2 separate regions of the Oryctolagus cuniculus genome follow, and region 2 is linked to region 1. A link is a contact called in public Hi-C data. All regions are on one chromosome and are shown on one strand. Each heading gives the region's core, a stretch centred on a gene start, on an enhancer-like site or on the middle of the called end of the contact. The rest is flanking DNA. Distances are from core to core; before and after follow the strand shown.

Region 1 (6,005 bases), core at 2,082-4,581:
TCTTCCAGGTTTCCCACTTGAGTGCAGGGGCCCAAGCACTTGGGCCACCTTCTGCTGCTTTGCAGGTCATTACGAGGGAGGTGGATCAGAGGTGGAGATTCTGGTAGCATAGGTGGTGGCTTTACCCGTTATGTCACAGCCGGTCCATGAAACTGATTATCTTTAGCTCTAATGTATTTTTAGAAAATCTAGACTGCTCAACTAAAGAGTTTTTAGAATCGATGTGACAAGTATAAGTAGCTAGATATAGCAAGGAAGGATATGTAACCTTAGTAGCTTTCTTTTACAGGAGCAGTGAGTTAGAAATAGAATTGTAAAAAGTAGGGGCAGACATTTAGTCTAGCAGCTAAGATGCTAAATCCCACATTGGAAGGCTTCCAGCTTCCTGCTGACCAGAACCTGGGAGGCAGCAGTGACAGCTCAAGTACTTGGGCTCCTGCCACCTGCATGGGAGACCTGGGTTGCATTGCAGAGCCCATCTTCAGCTGAGATGTAATCCTGGCTATTGCAGATGTTTGGAGAGTAAACCAGTAGATAGATAAGAGAGTGTTCTCTCTCTCTCTCTCTCTCTCTCTGTGTGTGTGTGTGTGTGTGTGTGTATGTGCATCAGCTTAAAAAAACTGGATAACAGATTTGAAAAAGTTTTTCAAGATTGATTGATTGATTTACTTTCTTTTATTTTAAAGCTAGGGAAAGAGAAAGACATAGAGAGACATAGAGAGACATAGAGAGATCTTCTATCTGCTGTTCACTCCCCAAATGTCCCCCATCAGCTGAGTCTGGGCCAGGATGAAGCCTGGAGCCTGGAACTCCATCTGGGCCTTCCACATGGGTAGCAGGGACGTGGGCACTTACGACATCATCTACAGCCTTCTAGAATGTGCACCACCAGGAAGCTGGATCACGAGCAAAGCCCGCACTTGAACCCAGGCACTCCAACATAGGATGCAGGTGTCCCAAGTATTGTGTTAATCACTGGGCCAGTCATCCTGAAAAACAACAACATCAAAAGACGGGGGGGGGGGGGGGGGCAGGCATTGTGGTGCAGTGGGTTATGGATGAAATATGTTGATCAGAAAAGTGCTAATTAAAAAATAAGTATAAACCATAATAAAGATTGATTTGAGGCTGGCGCCGCGGCTAACTAGGCTAATCCTCCGCCTTGCGGCGCCAGCACACCGGGTTCTAGTCCCGGTCAGAGCGCCGGATTCTGTCCCGGTTGCCCCTCTTCCAGGCCAGGGAGTGCAGTGGAGGATGGCCCAAGTGCTTGGGCCCTGCACCCCATGGGAGACCAGGAGAAGCACCTGGCTCCTGGCTCCTGCCATCGGATCAGCGTGGTGCGCCGGCCACAGCGCGCCAGCCGCGGCGGCCATTGGAGGGTGAACCAACAGCAAAGGAAGACCTTTCTCTCTGTCTCTCTCTCTCAGTGTCCACTCTGCCTGTCAAAAAATAAAAAAAAAGATTTATTTGAGAAGTAGAGAATCTTTCTTCAGAAAAAGACAATATTATGAAATGATTGATTTCTTTTTAGAAGATGATTTTACCTTAATTTTAATAAAAACCCCTTTGGTATCAAATAAACACCCATTCATATTGATGCTGACCTCTGCATGGTTACATGTTTACTTATTTGGAAGGGTTCCTAGTATGGCTATATGGTTCTCTAAAAAGCTGATCACACTAGCGTTGGCCATTCACTTGCCAAGTATTTATTGAGCTTTTCCTTGCTGTGTGCCTGAAACTCTCCGAGGGTGAGGATACAGCTGTGAAAAGGCAGATAAAATTCCCTTCTCCTCAAGGAAAGTGTAGCTCTCAGGGCAGTCAGGTCAAGAAAGCAAACAGCTAGAATAGCCTATCCATAGTGCTCATGCGGGGGAAGTGACCTGTGAACACAGGGCCAGGGCGAGGGAGGTGTTCCCAGCATGGGAATGCGGAGGATAAACGTTGAGTCAGCCCCGGGAAGTGGGGCAGGGGCAGGGCGGAAGGAAGGAAAGACCTCCAGGCCCTCAGTAGGGCCAGACAGAACCCAGCACCCCAGCGGAGCTGCTGAGTGTTGTATCTCTTTCATTTCTTGCACCAGCAAGAATGTGTGTGCTGCAGGGTGACACGGAGAACAGGAGATGACCACGCGAGTGACTACAACGTGCTGGTTAAACTCCAGCACACGCAAGACAACACAACGGAGGCCACAGTGCTCGAGCAAGTTCAGGTTAAGTGCCTTTGAGGCTTTTACATCCTCATCCTTTTATTTTGGGAAAAAAAAAAAAAGTTAAATGTACAGAACAGCAGAAAGAACCGTGTAATGAGTTTCCATGTCCCCCACGTAGACACGCCATGGGGTGGCACCTGGCCACACCTGCTTACACAGGTGTGTCACATCGATTCTAAAAACTCTTCAGTTGAGCAGTCTAGATTTTCTAAAAATACAGTAGAGCTAAAGATAATCAGTTTCACGGACCGGCTGTGACATAACGGGTAAAGCCACCACCTATGCTACCAGAATCTCCACCTCTGATCCACCTCCCTCCTAATGACCCTTCCCTTCAGCCAAAACCTCGGGACGGAGCTTGGGACATCCTCCTCGGTCACCGTCCACACCTGAGCCTACGTGACCCGACAACAGCAGTGTCCTGCTCCGTAGCTTGACGCTAGGGTCACGCCTAAGAAAACCACTCAGCAGGCCGGCGCTGTGGCTCACTAGGCTAATCCTCCGCCTAGCGGCGCCGGCACACCAGGTTCTAGTCCCGGTCGGGGCGCCGGATTCTGTCCCGGTTGCCCCTCTTCCAGGCCAGCTCTCTGCTGTGGCCAGGGAGTGCAGTGGAGGATGGCCCAAGTGCTTGGACCCTGCACCCCATGGGAGACCAGGAGAAGCACCTGGCTCCTGGCTTCGGATCAGCTCAGTGCACCGGCTGCAGCGGCCATTGGAGGGTGAACCAACGGCAAAGGAAGACCTTTCTCTCTGTCTCTCTCTCTCTCTCACTGTCCACTCTTCCTGTCAAAAAAAGAAAAAAAAAAAAGAAAAGAAAAGAAAACCACTCAGCAACCTCCACCGGCACTCAGTCACCGCGCAAATGTCCCCAAGCGTCCCCAGCACGTCCTTGGTTTCTGGCGTCCCCATCCATCACATTTAAAAGCTCTTCTGCACCTTACAACGCATGCCTGTGCCAGGGAAAGAAGTGCACCTGCTTCCAGTCTTCCCTTGAGGGCGAGCTCCACGTGAACACATATTCTAGGTGACTGGTTGGACCTGGGCTTTGTGACTTCCGATGGAACCAGCTGGAAGTTTCCGGGCAGGTGCTACGTCCCATGCGGCCTCTGGGTGTCCTCGTTGAGTAGAGGAAACCTGTAGCCCGGCACTACGGAGGAGCTGTCCAGAGCGCTCGCTGCGGCACAGATCAGAGAAGCGCATCAAGGTCTCCGAAGTCTAAACTGAACATCACTAAGCTCAATCTATATGGCTCTCCAAACATGTGGCAGGCGGAACAAGGCTGCGCGTGGGGAGACGGTGAGGGTGATAAAGGAAGTTCCAGTGTGAAAACAGAGCAGTGTAAGAACCCACAGACTTGTGCTCAGCACTTCCAGCCCCTTCTCAGGGTCTTTGTGTTGTTCAGTGCTGTGCCTTTGTCGTACTCATCAGTGGAATGGGTAGAGGATGAAATGAGCCTACGTAAGACTCCATACGGGAGATGCCTGGTGGAAGTGAGTCAAAAGGAGAGAAGAGACCCAGAGAGGTTGGAAGTTAGCAACGAGCTCAAGAAGAGTCATTCTGGAAGTAGTGGTTGTGATGGGTGGGACTCTGGGGAGAGGTTTATAGGCGGTTGTAGGCTATTTTGCTGTGTCAGATGGTGTAATTCGCTTTAATATCTTTCCCGAGATGTGTTCCAGTTATAATAAACAATAGTTATTTACTGAATACTAATTATTGTGCATCAGACCTGTGCTGAGGACTTTGCGTCCATCGCCTCCTGTAATCCTAACAACACACCTGTCAACTCTTATCTCCATTGTGTAGATAAGAGAACGCGTGATTAGACACATTAAGCAAGGTCATCCAAGGTCACACAAGGAGTCAATAGCAGAGCCAGAAGAACCAGGATTCTGGCCCTGGCTGACTCCAGAGCCTGTTTTCTTACGTGTTCTGCCCTAACGCCATCATTTGTTGCCGCCATGTGTCATGGGGGCAGGATATGTAAAAGCATAAAAAGCCCATGCAGCCCACTGCCAGGTTCTGGGTCACTGCTTGCCAAAATTCTACCCGTCTTGGGAGTGGCTGCGGTGCCTTGGATGTCATCAAGCTGTCGGCATTGTAGGGCCTCAGGGGTAGGCGTTTGACACCACAGGTCAATTGCCTCTTGGGACATCCACATTTCATAAAATGAGCACATGATTGGAGAGTCCTGGCTCCCCTGCTTTTTTTTTTTTTTAAGATTTATTTATTTGAATGTCAGAGTTACAGAGAGAGAGGGAGAAACACAGAGACAATATATAGGAATCTTCCATCCACTGGTTCACTCCCCAAACAGTTACAACGGCCAGGACTGCTCCAGGCTGAAGGCAGGAGCCAGGAGCTTTATCCAGGTCTCCCACATGGTGCAGGGGCTCAAACACTTGGACCATCCTCTGCTGCTTTCCCAGGCCAAAAGCAGGAAGCTGGAGCAGGAGTGGAGCAGCAGGGACATGAACCAGCACCCACATGGGGTGCCGATGTCATAGGCAGTGACTTTTTCCACTGTGCCACACACCAGACCCCTCTTCTGCTTCTGATCCAGCTTCCTGCTAATGTGCACCCTGGGAGGCCGCAGGTGACGGCTCCAACTCTTGTGTCCCTGCCACCCTGTAGAGACCTGGACTGAGGTCCAGGCTCCCGGGCCAGCCCTGGATGTTACGGTCATTTGGGGAATGAACTAGTGGATGGAAGTTTCTCTCTCTCTCTCTCTCTCTCCATTTCAGCTAAAATAAATAGATAAGTAAACAAAGTTTTAAAAAACAAAAAATGCAGGTTTAGACAGTCCTTGTATGTTCTCAAAAAATAACTATTCTTTTTTTTCTTTATTATTTTTTTGACAGGCAGAGTTAGACAGTAAGAGAGAGAGAGAGAGAGAAAGGTCTTTCTTCCATTGGTTCACCCCCCAAATGGCTGCTACGGCTGGCGCGCTGCGCCGATCCGAAGCCAGGAGCCAGGTGCTTCTCCTGGTCTCCCATGTGCAGGTCCCAAGCACTTGGGCCATCCTCCACTGCACTCCCGGGCCACAGCAGAGAGCTGGACTGGAAGAGGAGCAACCGGGACAGAATCCGGTGCCCCGACTGGGACTAGAACCCAGGGTGCCAGTGCCGCAGGTGGAGGATTAGCCTAGTGAGCCGCGGCACCGGCCAAAAAGTCACCATTCTTATCACCAATTCGTCATTCATCGGAGAGAAATAGCATATCAGTACCCTTGTCTTTTCAAAGGCATCTAGGACGCCTACTGCTATTCAACGAGAAAAGAGCATCCGTGATAAAGTAGCCTACACTGCCTATGTATTATTCAGAAAAACATACGTACCACAAGTGAGACAAACTTCTTGCCCGGTATGGTAAGCAAATAATGATACCTCTCCCTCATCTCACATACACAGATGTCAACATCATTGTCTTTGGAGCCTACAATTGCTATCTTACATGGCTAAATGGATTTGACAGGTGCAACTCAATTAAGGATCTTAAGATGGGGATCGAAGCCTGGGTTCTCCCGATGGGCCCAAAGGAATCACACGAGCTTTACAGGGGCAGGAGTGGGGTGGGGAAGGGCAGTTTGGAGTAAGGAAAAGAAGCTGTGAAGAGGGAAGTCGATGCTGGGAATAATGTAGGGCCATAGCCAAGGCACGTGGGCACCCCCTGGAAGATGAGAAAGGTGTGGGAACACGCGAAGCCACACTTGCTGCTTGCGTCCTTCAGAAAGAGCCACGCACACATTTCTTATGGCAACTTGACTCTAGAAAAATGGAGCAGAGCCTGAATCCTGGTA
Region 2 (6,136 bases), core at 455-2,954, 150 kb after region 1:
TCTCTCTCTCTCTCTCTCTGCCTCTCCTTCTCTCTCTGTGTAACTCTTTCAAATAAAAAAAAAAAAAATGACTAACCATTACTTTGCCTGTCTTGGTGCATTCTAGGAAAACTCTTAACTGGTCATCTTACATTTTGCTATGGCATTTTCCATCGAAGACCTCGATATTTTACCTTATGCCATTTTAGGGTTTCCTTAGTGCAATTCAGAATTATTCCCCAGGAGTAGCAATTCTATTCTTCAACAGTTTGTCTTGTCATATTTCTTGTTGATGTTCTCATCTATTTAACTTTAGCCCTATCACTAAGGGCTTCAGAGCCACATACACGAAAAAGTTCACGGAAGTGTATAATGAAACACCATGTGTGGATTTAAAAAAACAAATTGGACCAAAATAAGCTTTTAATTTTCCACAGACTTTTTGAAGTACTTTCATGTAGAATCAAGGAGTTACCTCCCATTTCCATACAGATGTCATTTTTTTTTTTTTTTTGACAGGCAGAGTTGTTGAGAGAGAGAGAGAGAGAGAAAGGTCTTCCTTTTTCTGTTGGTTCACCCCCCTCCCAAGTGGCCGCTACAACCAGCGCGCTGTGGCCGGTGCTGCACCGATCCGAAGCCAGGAGCCAGGTGCTTCTCCTGGTCTCCCATGGGGTGCAGGACCCAAGCACCTGGGCCATCCTCCACTGCACTCCCGGGCCACAGCAGAGAGCTGGCCTGGAAGAGGGGCAACCGGGACAGAATCCGGCGCCCCGACTGGGACTAGAACCTGGTGTGCCGGCGCCGCTAGGCGGAGGATTAGCCTAGTGAGCCGCGGCGCACACCACAGATGTAATTTTTTAAAGATTTTTATTTTATTTATATCAAAGAGTTACAGGGAGAGGTAGAGACACAGAGAGAGGTCTTCCATCCGCAGGCTCGCTCCCCAGATGACCGCAACGGCCGGAGCTGGGCTGATCCAAAGCCAGGAGCCAGGAGCTTCTTCCTGGTCTCCCACGCGGGTGCAGGGGCCCAAGCACTTGGGCCATCCTCCACTGCTTTCCCAGGCCACAGCAGAGAGCTGGATCGGAAGAGGAGCAGCCGGGACTCGAACTGGCGCCCATATGGGATGCCGGCACTGCAGATGGCGGCTTTACCCGCTACCCCACAGCGCCGGCCTCACAGATGTCTTACTGGCACTGCAAACGGTGTGCCCCTAGGTCCTAAATGGCCTCTTCTCCAGAGCCCTCCTCCAGCCTGGTCGTCCGTGCCCACTCCCAGCAGGTGGTCCCGCACCGGTGAGCTGGCCGGCACTGTGGGAGAGGGACTCCCCACGTCCGGAGAGCCTGCTGTTCTGAACTCCGCCCTGTTTCTCACCGATGCTCACCTGCACACACGGGACCAGGGGCTTAAATCTGGAGACACAAAGCGCAACGATGCGACTCATCTCCAGATACACCGAGGGCCCGGGCACCAGTGAGACGGACACTCGGGGCGCCGGGGCGCAGGGTCTCCCCGGGGCACTGGCCGGGCCCGAGACCCGCTGGTAGGCGGCGACTGCACCCCCAGGAAGCGTTTGTCGGAACGCAGGCGGTGACGCCCAGCGAGCGATGCCGGCTGGGGCCTGCTGGAGCGTCGTCCGCAGGCACCGCCGAGGGCAGCCCACGCCGCGGTTGCTAAGGCGCGGGGTCCTGCGTTTCCATGACGACGCAGGCGTCCCGGGAAACGGCGCGGCCGCCGGGCGCCGGCGCGTGCGCGGCTGGCGAGGGCGGGTCGCCGGCGTCCGTTTCCTGAGGCGCGCGTGAGGGGGACGCCTGCGGGGGACGGGGCGCCCAGAGCCCGACGCGCTGCGGGTGTCTCAGTCCCCGCACCCCGCGAGAACGCGGGGCGCCCCGCAGCGGGCAGCCGGGGCGGCGGTGAGCCGAAACCGCGCGTCTGAAGCGGCGCGCCTGACGGGCCTCGCGTGGGTTTTGGCTTTTTTCTCAGGACGAAGCCATTGGTTTCTGAGTTCTCTGTCCGGAGGCGTGTTTGCAGCCGCGGCCGGTGATGTCGCTCCCGAAGACGCCGCCGTTAGAGGACAAACCGTTCAAAGCGGCCCTGGCCAAGGAAGAGCCGGGAGGTGACTCCAAGGGTCCCGCAGCCCCGGTTCCGGCCGGCTTTGTTTTTTGTGTTGTCTGTTTGAAAGGCAGAGACCACCCATCTGCCGATTCCCGCCCCAATGCCCACAGCGGCCGGCCCGGGCAGACGAAGCCAGGAGCTGAGAGCCCCGCGCGGATCTGCTCTCGCGTGGGTGGCGGGGGCCCAGCTGCTTGGGCCATTTTCTACTGCTTTCCCAGGCTGTTAGCTGAGAGCTGGATCAGAAATGGAGCAGCGGGGACTCGAACCGGCGGCCATATGGGATGCCGGCGCGCTTCAGGCCAGGGCATTAACCAGCGGTGGCCCCACAGAGCCCCTTCTTAAGCTGCTTGCTGGGCAGGTGCAGAGCGCCACCTGCACCTGAGGAGGGGGCGTGGATGCCCAGAGAGCCTCCTTGCTGGAGTTTGCAGTGTATCGTCCCTGCAGCTTGGACTGCCCCAGGCTCGCGGCAGAGATTGATCCGTCTGCGCCCGGCCCTCTCAGGCCTGGGGGTTCAGGCCCAGTGACCTAACAGGTTCTGGCCGGCCCAGGTGGCTTAATGGGCTCTGACGGTGTTTCTCTTGGCTGGCTGGCGTTCAGCGTTTTGAATATCGCTGCTGTTCTCCTGGACCAGAAGCCAGTGGCTGTGTTAGAGACACACGGATGGGGCTGGCGAGGTGGTTCTAGAAGGCTCTGTTCAGCTCTCTGAAAAACTAGCTTTTCTTTCCCTTATGTATTTTCTTAGGTCTTCCTGAGCTAAAGGAGAAAAAAAACATGCTGGATCATTCCAGACCCCTTCCCGTGTCACTGAGGGACGAGTCGATTCCTGAGGAAGTTCTTCTCTCTCTGACCTACGCAGCCCACGCTGGGCCCTGTCCCGAACACTTACTGCCCCTTAGGAAAAGTAAAACCCCAAAGGTGCGTGCATACGTGCGCCAAGAGAGTCCCTGGGGTTGTTATCTTTTTGTTATCCAGCTCACTAGCTGTTTGTCGAGGGGTGGTAGATATTACAGGTGGCCTTCCAATCTTTTTGTTCTATCTTTGAGAATCAGGGAGTGAGAGAGAGCAAGCGAGAGCTCCCATCTGCTGATCCACTCACCAAGTGCCCAGAACAGCTTGGGCTGGAGTGGGGCCAAGGTCAGGAGCTGGGAACTCAACCCAGGTCTGTCCTGGGAGTGGCAGGAACCCAGTTGACTTGAGTCTGCTCTGGCAGGAAGCTGGAGTCGGAAGAACCTGGCGCCAGGAATTGAACCCCGGGCGCTCCACTGTGGAGCGTGGGCATCTTGGTTGCTTGTCTAACTGCCCGCTCCCTTTAAAAAAATTTTAATTTCCTAGATCGAAAACTCAGATCTTTGGTAGAATGTTTTTAAGACGAATCTCTGCATTAACTTGTTTTTATGTATATTTACCAAAATGATCATTATTACTCTTAGTATTTTTTGTTTACTATAGAATTGTTCTAGTTTCAATCTTTCTCCAATTAGTAAATAAATAAGAATTCCACTCTAATTTTTTCCAGAGTATCCAAATGCCCTTAATGTAGATATGCAGAACTGAGTCGATTTATTTGGCTGGAGCGCCCTCTGCTGGGCATTCATGTGTTTTTGCTTTTCCCCAGGGTACCCTTCCTCGCCCTGTGGACCATGTCTGGCATCACCCTGTTCGAAGGAATAAATTCAAATACCTGATTGACCATCCTGTCTCCCTAACAGGAGCTGGAAGGTAAAGAGGGAAGATGGCAGATTATATGGAGATAAAGAGTCGTTTTCTTATCTCATAGGAGTTCCATGGGAGGGTTAGGATGGGGAAAGTGATTGATTCATACATTATGAAACTTGCAGTATATATTTATATATATTTTTAAGGTTTATTTATTCTGAAAGGCAGATTTAGAGAGAGTGAGAGAAGGGTCTTTCATCCACTGGTTCACTCCCCAAATGGCCCCAACAGTGGGAGCTGGGTCAGGCCAAATCCAGGAGCCAGGAGCTTCTTCCTATTCTCCCATGTGGGTGCAGAGGCCCAAGCACTTGGACTGTCCTCTGCTGCTTCCCCAGGCACATAAGCAGAGAGCTGGCTCGAAAGTGGAGCAGCCGGGACTCACACCAGTGCCCGTACAGGATGCTGATACTGCAGGCAGTGGCTTAACCCACTAATGCCACAGTGCCGGCCCTGCAACTTGCAGTATCTTTGGTGAGTAAGAGCACAGTCCAGAAGGGCATATGACCACTACTTTGGGTCTGCTCATCAGTAGGATGGTGGTGAATGCTGGCTGTACATACCTTTGTGCGTTTAAATTTGGTTGTGTGGCTTTGTGCCTTGGTCCCTGTGCTGTCACACTGCTTGTCGCTGCCTACTGAGAAGGCAAGGCAGTGCAGGTAGAGTGTGTTTCATGTCCCTTGGATCTGTGTGCGTATCTTTTACTACATCCTGGAGGAGAGAGCAAGGGAGCTGGGAGACCTGGAGGAATGAATGCTTATTAATTGGTTGCCTTCCTCGAAGGAACCCCTCACCTCTGCACTGTGTGGAGCAGGTCAGCGAATGTTATTTGTTGTTTACGTCATCCCTAACATTGTCACCTGTGTCAGCATTTGCCCGTGACAACTGTGGCCTGCCCGTTCTGTGAGTATTCTTCACCTGTCCATCGACCCCCTGTAAGCCCCTGGCCTCATCTGGAAGCAGCGTTGAAGCCTACCCTCGGTGGGCAGATCAGTTAGCTTTTCTGAAGTCCAGTTTTCTCATCTGTGCAGAAGAAACGACGGGCTTGCTGCATTTCGTGCGCCTCCCGGAAATAACTGCAAAGCACAAAGGAGAGAGTGCATCCAGGAGTCCAGGAAATACCAGCAGGCGTCAATTACAGGGCTGCAAAGGGCAGTGGACACTTGGCCTCTTAGCCTTTGTGTCTGGGAGCATTCGCGTCAGCAAGTCCCTCAGATCACGATTACTGTTATTAGTGGTTACGAGATGTTTGCAGTTTTGAAAAACTAATCAGCTGCATCTGAACAGGGCGATAAGCTGACCTTAAAGTTTTCACATCAGATGGCTTCTGAGTTGGAAACCGAAGACCAGGCAGACAGGGAGGTGTCCTCCGCCACCCCAAGTGTCCTCACCGTGCCCTAGAACACGGGGACAGACACCTGCCACTGCACAGCGGTCTTCACCCACGTGATAAAGATTAAGGAGCTGGAGCAGTGGCTCTGAAATCAGACTGGGCCCGATGGCCCGATGTGTGGAAGTGGACATGGAGGGTAGTTGAGTGGCTCTGGGGCTGAGACAGAAGAGGGAAGTGTGTGAGGATCTGAACCCGCTGCTGCTGGCTCTGAAGATGGGAGAAGGGTGACACGAGCCAAGAAATGAAGCTGGCTGCTGGCAAAACCAGACTTCCCACGGCAGCTTAGCTGACAGTCTCAGCTCGCCAACTGCGAGGAGCTGAGTTCTGCCAGCCCAGGTGACCCAGCAGTGGATGCTCCCCTGCAGCAGGCAGAAACATGGCCCCAGCAGCGCACCTCAGCTCTTGCCTTGTGAGACCTGGCTTGGACTTCCGACCGACAGAACTGTAAGATAATACATTTGTACTATCTACACAAATACACAAATGTACAACGAATTTTATTTATTGCAAAAAAGTAACTAGTTCAGCAAACTCGGATAGCCAGAGCACAACAATAAAATAAAAAACAATTGGCCGGTGCCGCGGCTCACTAGGCTAATCCTCCACTTAGCGGCGCCGGCATACCGGGTTCTAGTCCCGGTCGGGGCTCCGGATTCTGTCCTGGTTGCCCCTCTTCCAGGCCAGCCCTCTGCTGTGGCCAGGGAGTGCAGTGGAGGATGGCCCAAGTGCTTGGGCCCTGCACCCCATGGGAGACCAGGAGAAGCACCTGGCTCCTGTCTTCGGATCAGCGTGGTATGCCGGTCACAGTGCGCCAGCCGTGGCGGCCATTGGAGGGTAAACCAACGGCAAAAGGAAGACCTTTCTCTCTCTCTCTCTCTCTCACTATCCACTCTGCCTGTCAAAACACACACACACACACACACACACACAACGAAG

The links. Hi-C and Micro-C count contacts between places; a contact is called where the count stands out from the background.
Region 2: a Hi-C map of an unstated tissue shows a contact between it and region 1, with 5 times the contacts expected there. The contact joins the promoter of AXDND1 here to the enhancer-like site in region 1. A contact is called at or near these places in 2 of 6 Hi-C or Micro-C datasets (psoas muscle and an unstated tissue).

The regions. Positions count from the first base shown.
Region 1 is chr7:7,440,835-7,446,839 of mOryCun1.1, forward strand. No RefSeq gene overlaps it. Among named protein-coding and RNA genes, the nearest start is that of ABL2, 20 kb to the left of the region's middle. Within about 2 kb of position 3,332, at least 1 of the 8 cell types and tissues checked has an H3K27ac peak or open chromatin away from gene starts, as enhancers often do.
Region 2 is chr7:7,587,699-7,593,834 of mOryCun1.1, forward strand. It overlaps AXDND1 (axonemal dynein light chain domain containing 1), which reads left to right and starts at 1,705. Exons shown (of 26, transcript XM_070077203.1): 1 at 1,705-1,771; 2 at 1,963-2,095; 3 at 2,837-3,009; 4 at 3,710-3,813. The coding sequence starts at 2,023.